2 separate regions of the Mus musculus genome follow, and region 1 is linked to region 2. Evidence: chromatin contacts called from public promoter capture Hi-C data. All regions are on one chromosome and are shown on one strand. The core of a region is the stretch at or near the end of the contact, and the rest is flanking DNA. Distances in the headings are between cores, read along the strand shown. Region 1 holds the start of Scnm1 (sodium channel modifier 1). Region 2 holds the start of Mtx1 (metaxin 1).

Region 1 (2,700 bases), core at 194-2,693, 5.9 Mb before region 2:
AGAGCCTTGGGGTGGAAATAAGAACTACAAATGGGCACCTTCAGAGTGCTAGTAAAAGTCAGCTCTTCCTTACCAGTCTCTACATCCCCACCCCCACCCCTACCCCACCCCCGCATGGCTAATAGTACCGGCTTTAGAGTCAGACAGAAACCTTACTCTGACACTTAAGTGATTCGACCTTGATCAAACTGGTTTATCAGTCTTAAGTTGATAGGGACACAAGTCCAGTTAATGGCTGTAAGCCCCGCCCCCACTCACCCACCTCCCTCACCATCTACAGGAGTTGCTCCTCCCACTGGGATAGTTGGGCAGATCTGTCCCAACAGTGCTCTGCTGAGATGTGAAAGCAAAATAAGGAAGAAAAAAAACAGACCATAATAGAATTTAAATAATGTGAGAGGGGGCATCTTAGCGGGCCACCCACTTTCTCGGGACTATCTCAATTCTGGAAGACTCACCGTTACCCCGTATTTGAGTGCTAATCCAGCCAGGGTGTCTCCAGGCTCCAATTGATGCTCCAGGCGTCTTTCCCTCACTGGGGAGCAGGATGATTGTACCAGGCTTCCATAAGAACGAGCACGGCTCCCATGCAGCAGCCCTGACCCCCCGAGGGGAGGCTGTCTAGAGGGAGAAGCCATCTCCTCACTGTCAAGACCTAGGGTCACAACTGAGGGAAGCCCAGCTAAGTAACAGTGACGGCCGAACCCAAGGAATGGATATTCAGATAATTCGTTTTCTCTTCTCTCGTCTCTCTACAGTCTCCCGACTCTCGAGAGACTACATTCGTCGTCCTCCTCTTGCTGCTTCTTGCCGTGCCTGGAGTTACTGTCCGTCTCTTAAGAAGTCTGCCAGGCCGGTTACATTTCTCTTTCCACGAGCTCCTTACCCATAAGTATCTTCCCTGAGCTGTCAGTCGCTGACCCGGTTGACTTTCGACGCCCCCTCCCCAACTCCTCGCAAGCCTGATCTCTGACCTTTGAACCCTAGACACCCTCATCAACACTCTTCCCTCAGTGTATCCCCACATCCAACAGTCGGGATGCCGGGTGCTCCCACATCCTCTCTGTTCCAAATAAGGCCCACCCCAGGTAGGTTGTGGCTGAGGAGTACGAGCCTGAGGACAGCAAGAGTTTGTAGTATATAGTCCACTGAGATCCCTGACGCCTCGCTCCACATCAGGAAGGTCCCACCCTGAAATTCCGGCTCCACATACAGGATCTTGAGTCTCCGAACACCTGGATCCTTCGAGATGTGAGGTCCTGTGTCCAGGTGAGCAGTGTGCTCTTCAAAAAAATAAAAAAATAAAATAAATAACCAAAAGACTTCATTTCCCAAAAGGCACAGCGTCTCAAAGTATTGTAGGAAATGCAGGCCCCCTCAGGGCGCTGGAGGCGGGTCTTCCGGTTCGCGCGACGCAAGCGTGGAACATCATCCCCGGAAGTACAGATTCAACAAGAAAGAAACCGGAAGCAGAGAAGGCGATAGTGTACTCTTTCTACGGTGGCCTAAAGGAGCAGCGAAGTAGGCGTAGGGGAATTTATCGTAGTCTCACAGTCGCTATGTCTTTTAAGAGGGAAGGGGACGACTGGAGTCAACTCAATGTGCTCAAAGTAAGCCTTAGTGAGAGTCTGATCACCTTCAGCCGCCCTGTTGTTTTGTTTTGTTGCTCTGGCGACATCTAGGGGAGGGCTTAGGGGACCAGAACTGAGTGGTGACCCCTACTACCCTATGATCTGCATAGCCCCGTGTGCCATTTGACTCCTTATCCATACTATTTCATTTCCATCCGTCCCTCTTACTCATTTCTCCTATCCTGCTCCCTGCAGAAACGGAGAGTTGGGGACCTGCTGGCTAGTTACATCCCTGAGGACGAGGCACTGATGCTGCGGGATGGACGGTGAGAGCGAAGAGTGGATCAAGCCTGGGGATTCGGGGATCAAAGGCTCAACAAACTTTTGTCACTAAGGAGTTCAGGAGTATAATAGGACTCTTTGGCTGGAAGTGAAGTGTAAGGGGTGGAGATCGGGAAACCTGGGAGTTGGTGGTGGAGTACTCTGACAGAAGTAGGACCTACTCACCATAGCAAGAACACCCCGACTGCAGGCTCTCGAACACACAACATACACACCACACACCACACACATCATTCACTTCTCGTTTCCCTAGCTTTGCTTGTGCCATCTGCCCCCATCGACCAGTACTAGACACGCTGGCCATGTTGACAGCCCACCGTGCAGGCAAGAAGCATTTGTCCAGTAAGTATCAGAGAAGTGGGGAGGGCGGGAGATGGAGAGCAAGCCACCAGGCATTGTGCTTTTCATTCCTCCTTGCTTTTGTTCTCAGGTCTGAAGCTTTTCTATGGCAAAAAGCAAACAGGCAAGGGAACAGAGCAAAATCCAAGACAGCAGAACGAATTGAAGACAGAAAGCAAAACTGAGGTGAGAGGGCATCAGGTGTGGTTTAGACAGGGCTATACTTCACACAACAGGCTTGAGGGAACGTTTGCTCCTAACAGCTCTAACTCTGTCTCTTCATCACCAGGCTCCTTTGCTAACCCAGACTCGAATCATCACCCAGAATGCTCTACACAGAGCTCCCCACTATAACAGTTGCTGCCGGAGGAAGCACAGGTCCGTGGAATGGGAAAGCCAGGAGTGGAAAAGGGTAGAAGGAAATAGATGACTTTAAAGTTATTGCTCT
Region 2 (2,700 bases), core at 195-2,694:
GTCAAGGGGGATGAATGCAGGCTTACCCTGAAGGTCCTGACTGCCACACGTGTAAGAGCAGAGGAGGAGGAGAGCCAGGACACCCCAAAGTTCCGGCTTCTCCATGCCGCTTAGCCGGTTCACTACCCCTGGCAGGCAAGGCGACTGGGAGGGAAAAAGACTAGGCGGAGAGCAGGAGCAGGAGGGGGGCGGAGGGACTGAGGAGCGAGCTGGGGGGTTGGGGGGGAGCAGGCGGGTAGGGGGGGGGGTTGAAACAAAGAGCTGCCAATCACCTTGGAGGCATCACCGGCTCCCGAAACCAGAGGCACTGGGAAAGAGTCCCAGAGCTTTCCTTGCCTCCTGCTCCACCATAATGATTTTCCTCAAAGATGCTTCCCTTTAGCCTGACATCTGGTTCTTGGGAGCTTTCAACTTAACAGCGCTACCAAATGCTACTGTTCTCTGCAAGCAGTGGTTGGAAAAGTCAGAATCCCCTGCCTTGGGCAATTCTAGGTTCTAGGCATTATTTCACGGTTGGCGGAAATGGATGTCAGTGGACCATCCTTTGCTACAGTGCCTAGAAGACTACGTACGACACGAGGCTTATTGATGTGGCACAGCAAAAAAAAAAAAAATTTTTTTATTACGGTGTGTTGCGTCCCTGACATGTGCCCATTCCTCCATTTCCCCTCACTCTTGGGAAAATAGAAATCTGGAAGCACCGACGAGAACTTGATGGCTTTCTAAGACATCAGAAAGGGGAAAGCATCACCAGAGGCTAGAGCCATAAACTAGAAGACAGGAGCGAGGATGGGACTGGGGAACACTGGATACCGCGGGATGGCCCTGTCCGGGGTGAACCCGAGGGGAGCTGGGGACCGACCAGGAGTTCCCGTTACGAAGGCAACTGCCCGCGAGCCGCACCTCCCCTTCCCCCACTCAGGCCCCAGCCGGGCCTCAGCTCGGGCGCCGCCACCGCCCCTGTTTTGTTTCCATGGCGACAGGCAGCGCGAGGCCCTCTCCAAACATAACGCGCAGTGGAAAACATGCGGCTCGGGGGACCCCCCCGCGGCGTCCGCTCAGGGCTGAGACCTGAGAGGGCCCGGGGTTGTCGGGGCCATGTGCAGTTTGGCAAGTGCCCCCAGAGACCGACAAGCCGCACCAGATGCCCCTCTCCCAAGCCCTCCGTGTCGCCGGCGGTTCGTGGCTACGCTCGGCAGAGGCGCCGCGAAAGTCCCAAGCGCGTCTGGACGGCGGCCCTGCTCCCTTACGGGGGCCGCCTCAGGACGAGCCCGCGGCGCTCCCCAGAAGGCCGATGCCCCACCTCTCACAGCCCCGCCGCGGCTCAGGCCGCCAAGAGCCACGCCTCCCCAGACCCCAAAGCCCCGGCGGCCAGGGAGGCGGGGACCAGGGGCGGTTCCTGGCGAGAGAAGGCCGACGCATACGAGAAGGTGCTTCCGGGTCAGAGAGCGTACAAGATGGCGGCGCCCATGGAGCTGTTCTGCTGGTCAGGGGGCTGGGGATTGCCGTCGGTGGACCTGGATAGTCTGGCCGTGCTGGTGAGGGCTCATGCACCTGTCCTCTGATCTCTGGAGAGCCGGAGTGGGTGCTCGAGCTTTGCCGAGAACCGAGACGCATGCGTCTTGAGAGAAACTGAGGCAGTCGAAGGCCGATGTGGGCTCCGCGCCTTACGTCCGGATTTCCTAGGATCGATTTGTGTAGCAGTGGAAGTAGGCTTGGTCAGGGCTTCAGAAGATGGGTTTAGACCTTGCCTATCCATTTATTGGCTGGGTGACCTTGGGATAACCCCTTCTGGACGATCTCTTCTTTTTCCGCTATGAATCCATTGAATCTCGTTTTCGTAGACCAGACAGCCCCACAGCCAGACTGTGTAGGAAGACCTTTAGAACTAGGCAGACTTGCTTCTCTTCATTCAACGTCTTCGGGATTGCAAAAAACATTTATTATGCCTCTTAGAGTAAAAAACATTCCCTTGCAATACGATTTTGACCCTTGTATTGAAATTGTTAACAGAAAGGCAAACATGTAAGCAAATAATGAAACGATCACGTGTATTGATGTAAAGTAGAAACAGAATACAGAGACTGTCAAAGTAAATCAGTACTTCCAGGAAGAGGGAAGTTAATTAGGAAAAGCTTTTGTGAATAGGCTTTACAGTGTAGATGGCATAAGGGTAGAAATCTTTTCCTAATGTTTAATCTTGGAAATGGACATATAAACATGTCCATGAACTGTCTGGTCTAGTTTGCCCATTTGTAAATAGGAATGACACCCTCTTTCCGCCTCTCCTTTTGGTATAAAAGTATAGACCATAGAACATAATTTACTGAGTCACGGATTCTTTTCTTGGTTTCTTTATGAAGCCATACCCTGGCCTCTCTACCGTCTGCTTCCTTCCCTGCAGACCTATACCAGATTTACAGGCGCCCCACTGAAGATACACAAGACCAGCAATCCTTGGCAGAGCCCTTCAGGTATCCCTGAGGGACAGGAATGTGCCAGGGGAGGAGCAGGGGACAGGAATGCAATGCAAATGAGTATGACTAGGCAAGCTGGACCCTGTGAGTATACTTCTTTCTCAATATCAGGAACTCTGCCTGCTCTTCGAACCAGTGATGGGAAAGTCATTACAGTGCCACACAAGATCATCACCCATCTTCGTAAAGAGGTAGGTGACTTGAGTGGGGGCTGACAATGGAG

What was found. Promoter capture Hi-C pulls out the DNA fragments that hold promoters and counts their contacts.
Region 1: a promoter capture Hi-C map of pre-B cells shows a contact between it and region 2, with 4 times the contacts expected there. The contact joins the promoter of Scnm1 here to the promoter of Mtx1 in region 2. A contact is called at or near these places in 2 of 39 promoter capture datasets (pre-B cells and second pharyngeal arch cranial neural crest).

What each region holds. Positions count from the first base shown.
Region 1 is chr3:95,132,755-95,135,454 of GRCm38.p6, reverse strand. Scnm1 (sodium channel modifier 1) reads left to right here and starts at 1,443. Exons shown (of 7, transcript NM_027013.2): 1 at 1,443-1,610; 2 at 1,827-1,897; 3 at 2,167-2,255; 4 at 2,344-2,438; 5 at 2,542-2,630. The coding sequence starts at 1,560. It overlaps Lysmd1 (LysM, putative peptidoglycan-binding, domain containing 1), which reads right to left and starts at 1,367. Exons shown (of 3, transcript NM_153121.2): 1 at 459-1,367. The coding sequence starts at 638.
Region 2 is chr3:89,212,651-89,215,350 of GRCm38.p6, reverse strand. It overlaps Mtx1 (metaxin 1), which reads left to right and starts at 1,444. Exons shown (of 8, transcript NM_013604.3): 1 at 1,444-1,538; 2 at 2,405-2,474; 3 at 2,589-2,668. The coding sequence starts at 1,458. Thbs3 (thrombospondin 3) reads right to left here and starts at 171. Exons shown (of 23, transcript NM_013691.3): 1 at 27-171. The coding sequence starts at 105.